2 separate regions of the Oryctolagus cuniculus genome follow, and region 2 is linked to region 1. A link is a contact called in public Hi-C data. All regions are on one chromosome and are shown on one strand. The core of a region is the stretch at or near the end of the contact, and the rest is flanking DNA. Distances in the headings are between cores, read along the strand shown.

The links. Hi-C and Micro-C count contacts between places; a contact is called where the count stands out from the background.
Region 2: a contact with region 1 is called in a Hi-C map of an unstated tissue, with 3 times the contacts expected there. The contact joins the promoter of BMP4 here to the enhancer-like site in region 1. A contact is called at or near these places in 2 of 6 Hi-C or Micro-C datasets (skin fibroblasts and an unstated tissue).

Annotation. Positions count from the first base shown.
Region 1 is chr12:22,104,587-22,107,578 of mOryCun1.1, forward strand. No RefSeq gene overlaps it. Among named protein-coding and RNA genes, the nearest start is that of CDKN3, 43 kb to the left of the region's middle. Within about 2 kb of position 1,670, at least 1 of the 8 cell types and tissues checked has an H3K27ac peak or open chromatin away from gene starts, as enhancers often do.
Region 2 is chr12:22,466,049-22,469,097 of mOryCun1.1, forward strand. BMP4 (bone morphogenetic protein 4) reads left to right here and starts at 1,761. Exons shown (of 2, transcript NM_001195723.1): 1 at 1,761-2,133. The coding sequence starts at 1,761.

The DNA.
Region 1 (2,992 bases), core at 420-2,919:
TAGGAATTTCTGAAGATAATAATATTTAAGGATTAGGATCTCTTCTGCTACCTCTGCTAGGGATACTGGTATGTAAAGCCACAACATGACACCTCAAGATTAGAAAGGTTGGGTTTTCAATACTACGAGAGGGTAGTTACGTGAAGTGGTCCTTATAGTCCCGTGTGATCACATCTGAAAGTTGTTCTTTCCATTCAGGTTGGACAGTCGCTGTCTATGGAAGAGATTATAGGTGTTCTCCTTAGGCAAAGGCTAGAGAAAAATGATGAATTTTCCCTTCTTGACCCATTTCCTCTGATATTTTGGAGAGTGTGCATTGCTGGGCTAATAGGCGATACTGTTTAAGAAGCAGCAGCAATTTATAGTTCAGCTGAAGCAAGTTCTTGTAATAATGACAGGCGCGGTTCAGCCGTAACCCCTGGGGATGTGTGCAACACGGTGAACAATACCCTCTCGGTGACGTGTTTGAATTATGAATCCAGTGGCGGGCTCTCTCAGTGCTGTCCAGCATGGCTTTGGTGTGAGCTGATGGAGCATTTTGTACCTGGGATTCCGAACTTTTATGAAGGCCAATACCCTGAAACTCATTCAAGCCATAAATTCACTTGTCTTTGAGTTTACAAGGCAATAAACAGCAAAGGCCTTTGACCTCAACATTTACTGAATACATTTGCAGTAGTTGTGTTTATTGACAACTATTTATAGGGAAGCATTGGGTACTGAATTTCCTAAGGTGCAAGGGAGAACAAATTTGGGGGTCTTTTTCCAAACTAAATAAACAAACAAACAAAGAAATTCTGAGTTTAATGTTTGCCTCATTTTGACAGATTTTCAGTTTGCAAGTTCAGGTTTGAGTCTGTACACAAATCGTGTTTTGGGGATTTCTTTCCTTGTGATAAAACCTTAGATTGGATAAGGCCCGAAAGGATGAATAATGAGAGGAATAGCACTGGGAGACGTGCCCACCTGTCCCAGTCACTGGGCACTCAGCACTGTAGAAGTCAGACGGAGGAGGATGTGAGGGCAGCGGGAGTCTTTGCCCAGGGGTTCACTGCCTGTCATGAGGAAATCCCTTCCCTTCTGTGTGAGCAGCCAGTTATAAGGGACACAAATACTGTGTCTCCCTTAGACGTTGGGAGAATTTACCAACGCCACATCCATTGTGTATTTTGAATTTATTGGATTAAGACCATGAAAGTAAAAGGCAGTGGGGGGCGGGGCAGGTGCTTAATTACTGAAATAATTACTGTGATGTTACAGATGGGGAAACCCAGCACCAGGTCAGGCATTCTGTTGCAGATACAGGGTGAGCCAGTGGTGAGAGCTGGACCTGCAGAGCTACTGCAGGGGCCTGGGAACAGGGCACGGAGCAGCCATACTTGGAAGGGTCCCTTTCCCTCAGGGAGGTTCCCCCAGGCCGAGGTTTCTCTGTGGGCTTCGTGGGCACATGAGGGAACCCCTTCTGGTGATGCTATCTGTGCACGGTTGAAATAGAACTGCCTTGCTGACGGTGCTGGGGCTCATTCCCGGGAGGACGAGACGTGCTGGCCGCTAGCGTCACATCTGGCAGAGGCAGGAGTACTGCGGGAGGAGTTAGGAGAATCCATCCCGCCCCGATTCCATGGCAACGCTGACACCACACTCTCAGGAGGTGACTTCTGCAGAAACTGGGTCTGGCCCAGCTGGCTTAAAACACTTCAGCTCACAAAAATTCTCTGCATGCTTTCTTCTCACAGAGGGCGCAAGCGGCAAACAAAGGAAGCGAGTGCTGTTTGGCCCCGCGGGCACGCTGTGTCCTTGGTCCCACTCCACTGAGGCTGGGCTGTATCTTTGCCCATTGACCTGAATCTGGGCTTGCTTATGTGTCTGTTTTAACAGACGGTGACAGAAAAAGGGTATTTCCTTTGCTTGTTGTGTGTAAGTGTGGGATCTTACTTGGTTGGTTTAGCTTCACAGATCTGGTGTGGGATGTCAGTGGTTAACCATTTGAGTTAGCTCTGCCTTGAGGAGATCACTCCATTGCACAGGCTACCTTCTTCCAAATAGCATTGAGAGAGCGTTGGTGACTCGGGACAGGTCCCTGGCTAACACCAAGGAAGTGATTCCTAGAGTAGGCATGACTGTTGGACAGCCAGCTGGGGAGGTTAAGGGATGATAATTAGAATCCTATGTGATAGGATTAGATTATGTGATAGAGTTAAGAATTTTGCATTATCCTACACTTGTTAGATATTTCTTTGTGGTCAAATTTGGTGCAGCATTTCACTATGGCCAAGTCACACTGAAATTCATCTCACCTCCATTGGGTCACTTCGTACCTTCCTCTGGCCTGTAGCTGAAGACAGCGCTTCATGTGAAGTCAGGGTGTTGTGCAATGAGGTTGGTTGGGCAGAGCAAGTAGCTGCTTTCGAAGGTTATCATGTGTTATGCCTTTTTCCAGTTCAAGAGCATATCTTGTTTTAAACAACGTTTTGAAAGGCAGCCAAAGAAAAGGTTGGCTCGGATCTGCCCTTACCAGTCCTGTTTATGGGATACAGTGTTCCACGCCTTGGCGGAAGGTGATAAAGCAAAGCTGGCTTGGGGAGGTGTGTAGAAATGTGTTCGTGTGTTTGAATTCCATGTCCAAGAGTCAGCCCACAGGGAAAGAATTAAGTAGGAAAACACGGCGGTAGGAAGGTTGATTGCTATCTTACATTTGGTTACAGGTACTGAGGTTAAGGGTGAAGTCCTTTTAACTAGTTGTTAGTGAAGAGTAGAGTAGACAAAGCTAGCCGAATGACTTCTTTGATGGGTCGTAGTAGAGGCAAGAATATGAAAATGGCACGAGGAAGACAGCGGGGACTTCTATTTTCTTGCCAATTTCACTCTGAGCAAATATGCAGGCAAACAATAAGGTTTTCTTTGCAAGCCGCTTTCTCCAGGGAGGCAGGAGTATTATGACCCAGCTGCTCTCACTTGAGCTTCGGGACACTCACCTGCATAAACGGGAAGC
Region 2 (3,049 bases), core at 511-3,010, 360 kb after region 1:
GCGAGCACAGCCAGCACCCCCGCCCCCGAGCGCACGCGTGACAGGGGCCGCAGCGCCGGGCCGCCCTGCTGCTCGGAGCGCCCGCAGCCGCTCGCCAGGGGTGATGTTTGGCCTCGCCGAGACCCCAGGGAGGACCGGCAGGGCGCGCGCGCGCGTGCTTGGGGTCGTGCGAGCGTGCGCGGAGGGTCCCGCTGCGCTTCCCGGTACCCATGCCTCTCGGTGCGGAGGCTCCGGGCGGCTGAAACTCCACTGCCAACCCCTGGAGCGAGGCTCGGGCCGCAAAGCGCAAACCCTTTCTTTCGTGCCCGGGACCTGTGGCTAAAGCGTCCCGGGGACGAGGGGCCGGCCAGACCCTCGGCATGGCGCGCCGCAGCTGGAGGCAAAGGCCAGGTCCTCCGCGCGCTGGCGGCGGGGCACCGGCCGAGGTTTCCGCTGAGCGCCGCCGTCGGGAGCTCCTCCCCGGCCGCCGAGGCTCGGGCGGCGGGCGCGGAGGTTGGCCTCGCCTGGAGGGGCGGGGACCGAGCGGGGGCGGCGGGTGGAGGCGGGGCGGGCGGGGCCTCGGCGTTCACGTGACTCCGAGGGGCTGGAAGAAAAACAGAGCCTGTCTGCGCCCGAGTCTCATTATATTCAAATATTCATTTTAGGAGCCATTCCGTAGTGCCATCCCGAGCGACGCGCGGCCGCAGCTTCTCTGAGCCTTTCCAGCAAGTCTGTTCAAGATTGGCTGCCAAGAATCATGGACTGTTATTATATGCCTTGTTTTCTGTCAGTGAGTAGACACCTCTTGCTTACCCCCTCCCGGGAATTCACTGCCCTCCACGCTCCGCTCGCGGCCCCGCAGCCGGCGCGCGCAGACCCAGCCGGTTCTTTTTAACAAGTGCTGCCGGCTCCGATCGGGCGCGGTGCAGGGCAAGGGAGCGCGCGGGGCTGGGGTTGGGGTGGGGGCTCAGAGACGACAGGTCCGCTGCCCCGGGGTGGTCCTGCGCGCCCGCCACTCCGCGTCCCTGCCCCGCTGGCCTAGGGGAGCGTTCCGAGCGCCCGTGGAGCGGTCCCAGCCTCTTGTCAAAGCTCGCGGAGTTCTCCCCGGAGCCGGCTGCCACCCCCTTCCCCGGGAGGGAGCGTGCCGACACGATCACACCTCCTGCCGAGTATTTCACCCTCGTCGGCCACGGCGCAAAACCGGCCGCCGGGGCAGCCCCCCCGGACCCCGCCGCCCGCCCCGCGCCTCCGTCCAGTCCCTGCCTCTCCGCCTTCCCTCCCTGACGGTCCCGACCAGCTGGAGGTTGTGGAAGTTGGGCTCGGAGGGCGGAGGAAGGTGGGGGTGGAGGGAGAGGGGGGAGAGGCTGAAAGTCGGCCGTGGAGAGCGAGGGCATTTGCGTTCTCCCTCCCCCCCCTCCTCACCCCCCCCTCCATGTTAACTGTTTATTCCTGAAGAAGCCACGCTGAGATCATGGCTCAGATGGCAGTTGGGACAAAAAAAGATTAACAGGATGGAGGCTATCTGATTTGGGGTTATTTGACTGTAAACAAGTTAGACCAAGTAATTACAGGGCAATTTTTACTTTCAGGCCGTGCACGGCTGCAGCTGCTTGGGGGGGGGAGGGGGTGCGAGGGAGAAGGCACAGACTTGGGTCTTTCCGACCTGCTTGGCATCCCGACCCTGTGCTGCTAGCCCTATATGCATATGCGGACACCTCTCTGTTTCTCTCTATTTACTGGTGTTTATTTATTCCACCCCCCCACCCCTCCCCAGAGACACCATGATTCCTGGTAACCGAATGCTGATGGTCGTTTTATTATGCCAAGTCCTGTTAGGAGGCGCGAGCCATGCTAGTTTGATACCTGAGACGGGGAAGAAAAAAGTCGCCGAGATTCAGGGCCACGCGGGAGGACGCCGCTCAGGGCAGAGCCATGAGCTCCTGCGGGACTTCGAGGCGACGCTGCTGCAGATGTTCGGGCTGCGCCGCCGCCCGCAGCCTAGCAAGAGCGCCGTCATCCCGGATTACATGCGGGATCTTTACCGGCTCCAGTCAGGGGAGGAGGAGGAGGAAGAGCAGATGCCCAGCGGCGGTCTCGAGTATCCGGAGCGTCCGGCCAGCCGGGCCAACACCGTGAGGAGCTTCCACCACGAAGGTGAGTCCCTGGCTGGCGTCTGGGCGAGGGGGGAGGGCCAGCAGGCCTGGCTGCGGGGGCCCTGAGCACCCTGGGGGAAGAGTTCAGGTTACATCAAAGCCCCAATCGGAGAGGCTGGGGAACGGGGCTGCTCACCTCCAAGAATTTCCAGAGCTGCCTCTGAACTTATTTGGGGGGGGGGCGGTTAGGGGGGTGGAGGTGGGGGTAGTTGGGAGATGGGGACTGAGGCTGCTAGTCCCGCTGGTGTGTTTCTGCCATATCAAAGCTGTTTCTGCCCCCCGCCCCCCCTTTTTCCAAAGCACCTACCGAATTTAATATTACAGCTGTGTGCGTTGGTCAGGTTTATTCAATAGGGGCCTTGTAATCTGATCTGAATGTTTCCTAGCGGATGTTTCTTTTCCAAAGTAAATCTGAGTTATGAATCCACCAGCATCATTACTGTGTTGGAATTTATTTTCCCCCCTGTAACATGATCAACAAGGCATGCTCTGTGTTTCCAAGATCGCTGGGGAAATGTTTAGTAACATACTCGAAAGAGGAAGAGGGAGAGAGTGGTTGCATGCATGTTTCCTCCAGCCTGGGCTCTGTGGGCCAAGCCAAGAGGGGGCTTTAAATGGGAGTCTGAGCGTGATGGAGAAAGGGAGTGGCTGCGTGGAAGCTGTCAGGCACATGGGGGAGGCTGGGAGATGCTCTGTCTTGGGTGCTAGACAGGCGCCAGCTAAGTGTTGTTGGTTCCCTGGGTGCCCTACCTAGCTGCTCCTTCAGACCCACAGGCAGACACCCCTCCCCTGCCCCCACCGTAGTCTTCCAGCTTATAAGCAGAGTTCACCACTCATCACCCCGCTCAGCTACTTCCGCCATCCCCATCTCTCAAAAAAGTTCACGTGCTCTTTCATTTTCCCTTCCTTCTCACCGT